Linked DNA regions of Mus musculus: region 1 is linked to region 2. A link is a contact called in public Hi-C data. All regions are on one chromosome and are shown on one strand. The core of a region is the stretch at or near the end of the contact, and the rest is flanking DNA. Distances in the headings are between cores, read along the strand shown.

Evidence for each region. Hi-C and Micro-C count contacts between places; a contact is called where the count stands out from the background.
Region 1: a Hi-C map of muscle stem cells shows a contact between it and region 2, with 2.4 times the contacts expected there. The contact joins two enhancer-like sites. A contact is called at or near these places in 1 of 15 datasets of contacts at CTCF or cohesin (the NIH/3T3 cell line), 9 of 484 Hi-C or Micro-C datasets (the C2C12 cell line, the HL-1 cell line, the N1E-115 cell line and 4 more), 2 of 115 datasets of contacts at active chromatin or transcription factors (embryonic stem cells and fibro-adipogenic progenitors) and 1 of 9 other capture datasets (embryonic stem cells).

Annotation. Positions count from the first base shown.
Region 1 is chr9:23,166,109-23,168,808 of GRCm38.p6, reverse strand. No RefSeq gene overlaps it. Among named protein-coding and RNA genes, the nearest start is that of Bmper, 56 kb to the left of the region's middle. Within about 2 kb of position 1,423, at least 53 of the 459 cell types and tissues checked have an H3K27ac peak or open chromatin away from gene starts, as enhancers often do. A contact at or near this core is called in the N1E-115 cell line, adipose-derived mesenchymal stem cells and muscle stem cells, where this site is marked.
Region 2 is chr9:23,024,031-23,026,730 of GRCm38.p6, reverse strand. The region is part of intron 1 of Gm36743 (a long non-coding RNA gene); the gene reads right to left. Among named protein-coding and RNA genes, the nearest start is that of Gm36743, 29 kb to the right of the region's middle. Within about 2 kb of position 1,275, at least 27 of the 459 cell types and tissues checked have an H3K27ac peak or open chromatin away from gene starts, as enhancers often do. A contact at or near this core is called in the N1E-115 cell line, adipose-derived mesenchymal stem cells and muscle stem cells, where this site is marked.

The DNA of each region.
Region 1 (2,700 bases), core at 174-2,673, 140 kb before region 2:
CTCACTCCTTCAGCTGCTCTTCTTAGTTTCTAGACTCTTCAGATGAGGAGGATCCAACCTGAGGGACTCAGTCCTCAACTCTTTATTCTGCCAATTTTTTGTGTGTTGCCATAAGGAAGATTTTAAACCAAAAAGACAGTTCTAAAATAAATAATTTTCATCAAAACAGTGTTTTAAACTTTAGACAGACACACAACAAAAAGCTACGTCATCTTTTGTCTTCTTATTTTGCCCTAGAATCATCTAAGACCTAGATGATGATTAAAGGAAAAAAGCCACCCAGATTGCCCCAGTCTGTCTATTACACTTTTCCGAATCTGTGGCCTTTCAGGCTGTCTCGTCCCTTCCTTTTGCTTTGGTCCTGTCTTCTCACACCTGTTACTCCTGACTCTCTCCATGACTCTCAAATTCATTCATTGGCTAACCTCCAGGATCAACGGGTGGCAGACTGCCTTTGTACTCAGAGTTAAAGAGTGTGTAGTGCCTAGAATGACACAGCAATTTTCTGTCACCTCCTTCAAGCCACATACCACCCCTAGTGTGAAGTGATTTATCATAAATTTATTACACCCACTCTTGGAAGCTATCACAGACATCCAAGTTCCCGAGAACAGAAACTGCTCATCTTTCATCTCCATATCCCATGCACCTGGTCAGTATCTGGCCCAGAACAGCGTCTCCACAGTTTCTAATTAAATTTGTTTATGTTAAATGGAAAAGTTCTTCACTTCAGTTATTATATTTCCCTGCCTGATCCCAGAACTAATTCAGCCAGAGAGACTTCAAAAGAATGGCATTTGGATCCCATCCCAACCTCATCTTCCTTCTACGCATTGCTACATCTTATTCTCAGAAAGGATGTCATCCAAGAGCGATAGGATTTGGAGTGAGATGCAGCCAAGAGCCATTAAACAAGCAAGAGATGACCAATACTCTCTCCTCTGTGGCACTTCCTCCTACTCTCTTCTGTGGGGAACTGATTCATTCGGTACAAATGCAAGTTCAAGATACAGTCCATCTGGGGGCCGGCTCCTGTCACATGAGTACTGGTCATTTTGTAAACCTCTATAACTCAGCACTTTGAACATACTTTTAAGTATTAACCTGAATAACCTTTATGGAGAATTTGTTCAGCAGGAGAAGAAAAAAAAAGAGTAAAAGTAATTAAAACTAATGAAAAGAGCCATACTGGTGGCCTGAAGCCTTTATCTTTTTAGAGGTAGGGGATTTCAGAGATAGGTAAAGCATAAACAAACAAACAAACAAACAAACACCCCTGGATTCTAGAGGTTTTCCTAATCAATGCTCTCTCTAGCCTCCATCCTTAAATGGATTCAGTTTCTTCACTGCCTACATCAAATCCCTGGCTTGGTGTAATCCAAGAATGAGTAGAACTGCTATGAGAGATCTAAAAGAAAAGATGACTCATCTTCTCCTCCTGGCTTCCTTTACGGCGCTGTGAAAGGAGGCCATGAGGGCAAGCAGAACAATGTTTATTACCAATAGAAGCAGAGGGTGGATGTGAGGAAGAAGACCAGACATGCATACAGACAGACTCAGAGGGACCCTGAAGCACCCAGATTAGGACAATGGCAGGAAAAAGGCTCTCTGAGTGCCAGCTCTGGCATGAGATTCTGGCAGGTACCCACACATACCAGGCACTCTGCATGAGCAGCAAGAACCTGACTTTGAAATTTCCTTCATTTCTCTCTGATCTGTTAAAAACTTTTAAAAATCTCATAATTGGTTTCAGGTCAGCTGAACATAGCCATATGCCAGCCTTTTAGATCACTCCCTTGATTCTTGGGCACATGCTTAGCCCAGAACATGACAATGACCGGGAACGAGAGGGAATATGAGCACTACTTCCCGTAACTTAAGACATAACCTTGGAATTGACCCCTTGACCCATGCACAAGTGGTCTTCCTTCAAGACAAAGAGTAGAAGATGAATAGTAAAGTCAGGGCAGATTGGTATTAGAAATCCAGACATGGGACATGTTCATGGAAGGTTTTTGGAGCCCAGAGGTGTCCCTTTCCACTCAGAATCTGGTATGGAGCCAACAGTGTTTGAAATAGCCCAAAGTATATTTGAAAAATATACTTTTAAACCCTTTTCACTTTCAATATGAGGAACTTCTTTCAGAAAACTTCCTCTAATGTATTAAAAGCATGTTAGATTCAACCATTTACATCCTTTCCAAAACAAATGTTAGAAAAACCAAATTCAGCTTTCACATTCTTAATATCAAAAGTGTGCCCCCAAGCAAATCCCACAATTTTTCTCTTTCTTCCTCCTTTTCATTTGCCCTGATTTCATATACAAGAGAATCAGAAATGTGTGTCCCAGAGTGATATTTCAGGAGTCATGTGATAGCCACTGGGAACAGGGGCAGTGATGCTCTCCCGGTAAATGAGAGAATAAGGAAAAAGAATTACAGAAAAGTTAAATGAGTTGAAACAAAACCAACAGTGCCTCAGAACAATGCTATTCCATTTACCAGGTGCCTGGTGAAGGCACCGATGAGCTTATTAGAGTATTAGCCTCTCCAGATCCCAGGGAAGGGGACAGACACTAGAGGAATGAATGAATGTGACAAAGTTGAAGAGCCATGTGATAAGATGTCCCCAGGGCTCAGCACATACCTGGCTGAATCTCATCAGAAGGACATTGACAAAGCTACAGAATTCTGTGTGCCA
Region 2 (2,700 bases), core at 26-2,525:
GAGCCCCAACCATAGAACTACCTTTGTCACTAATTATAACTGTAATTTGCTACTGTTGTGAATGGTAATGTAAATATCTGTGTTTGTCAATGGTCTTAGGATACCCCTGTGGGAGTTGAGAACCACTGCCCGTAGATGAAGGGAACACTGTAGAGATGGAAGACAGGTAACCTGAGTCCTGCTGGAAGCGGTGTCTTTGGTGAGCAGTTCCTGGGCCGCTGGAGCGGTTCCAGAGCTAGATCTGCGGTCATGTGAATCTACAGCACAGAAAGCACCGAACATACAGCGCGTGCCTGAGGCTGAAGGATGGGAACAGCATCCACAAGGTGCCTGATGCTCTTGAGCCAATCAAAGTTCTCATTTCATCACTGCAGGGGGAAGCTGGGTGCTAGGCTCCTGGGCTTTTTCTGCACTGCTTTTGTTACAGTTTACTGTGATCTATAATTATTTTGAAATCAAAAGAAGGCAAAGATGATAGAGAAGGCACCCTTAGTGCTACCGAGCTGCCCCACCAGTTAACAGATCCTGCTGTTACTTCCTGTTTTTATTTGGGTTTGTTTGTCCAAAACTGGGTCTCATTCTGTATCACAGGTTAGACTGGAACTCACTCTGTAAGTTCAGTTATTCTCAAATACCCAGTGATCCTCCTGCCTTAGCCTTCTTCCTGCTGTCAGATGAACTGCCATGCCTGACTTCCTGCCCTCACTCTTAGGGAGAGTACCCTGAGTTCCAGGTGCTTTGGAAACTCTTATGGTAAAAAAACAATCAAACACTGACAAGGAGCCATACAATTAAGAAGCTGTTGTTCAATGGCTGTATGAAATAAAGAAGAGAGTAGAATCCCAACATTCAGATCAAAGGGAAGGTCCCACATAGAAACCTACTCTCTTAAGACCTAGAGCCCCAGTCAGAGAGAAAGAGTTTGAGCCAAGGAGCACATCTGACAAGTCCCTCAGCCTTGATTGCCTTTGTACCCCGGGACCCCACTCACAGCAATGGGACTCTGGTGTTGGCACTAGCAGGTTCAATGGAACTGTAGTAGGCTGAGTGACAACTGTTCTCAGTGTTGAGAACCTGGAGTGAACACAGCCTGAGGTAGCTAGCCCACGTCACCTTGGAGAGCCTTTGGTGGGACTGACAGTGCAGCTATCGTGTGGGTAGGAGCTCAGTCACTGCTAAGTCAGAATGCTTATTCCATGTGCAGAGATCGGAGTAGTCGTTCTCCAGGCCGTTCCGGCCCTGACATCCTATGCTGCCATGAGTCATCTGGCTGATCCAGTCATGGACTCAGCAGCCCCTGGTTCTCTCTGCTCTCTGTTTCCCGGCAGCAAACATGAAATCACCTAGTACTGTGCCAAATATTTGACACTCATCGTGGACAGCTTATATTATTGACTATAGTTTTATCTATCTTGTCCCAAAACTAAATTTCCAGTTTCCCCTGAGACAAAGTTGACTGTTACTTATACCCCTAATGTTCTTTCGCACAGCACACGTAACGGCAAGTTTTAATTGAACAGAATTCAACAGCAAAAGCTAACAATTTTAGTTTAAATATTTGATAGATTTAACCATCTGAATGTACAAGAAGTTAAAAGTTCTACGAAGTAAAAAAACTACCACAAAAATTAATATAACAATAGCAAATTGGGCAATATATTTGCAACGTAAATGAAAGATAACAATCCAAGCATAGATAAGCAAGCAGAGGAAAGCCAAACAGATGACTGGCAAACTTGCCAGACACATAACCAAGAGACGTAATCTACCAGATCAGCAAACACCAGCAGGTTATTCAGTGCCAGTGATGATGTGAAAAGAAAAGTCATTCATATTCTCTGCTCATTCCTAGCAATGATGACAGTGAAGATGCAGTAAAAGGGCCTCTGTTGATGTGTGTCAGGCATCTCTGTCGAGATCTTAGATTCCATCCAGTGAACAGCCAGTGGTAGGGCTGGATCACATGGTATGGCTGGATCACATGGTAGTTCTATTCAGCCTGTTGGTGTGCCTGGATCACACAGTGTGGCTGGATCACACAGTGTGGCTGGATCATACAGTGTGGTTGGATCACATGGTATGGCTGGATCACATGGTAGTTCTATTCAGCCTGTTGGTGTGCCTGGATCATACAGTGTGCCTGGATCACACAGTGTGGCTGGATCACATGTTAGTTCTATTCAGCCTGTGGTGTGGCTGGATCACACAGTGTGGCTGGATCACACAGTGTGGCTGGATCACATGGTAGTTCTATTCAGCCTGTGGTGTGCCTGGATCACACAGTGTGCCTGGATCACACAGTATGGCTGGATCACACGGTGTGGCTGGATCACACAGTGTGGCTGGATCACAGTGTGGCTGGATCACATGGTAGTTCTATTCTTAGTTTTTTGAGGGAGCCTCTGTACCAGTTTCCAGTGCAGCTGCACTAGTTCACATGCCCACCAGCGGCTCCTCCCCAACCCAGCGTCCTCACCAGCTTGTGCTGCTTCTTATCTTCTAGACTTTACCCTTGGCCTAGGGTGAAATGGGTTCTCCATGTAGCATTTCCCAGGTAGCTAAGAATGTTGAACAGTTCACATATTTATCAGCTATTTGTTTTTTCTTCATTTAAAAGTCTGATTGTGTCCGCTGCCCATTTGGTGGATTATTCGTATATATGATTCCATTTTTTGTTTTGTTTTGGGGTGTTGTTTGTTT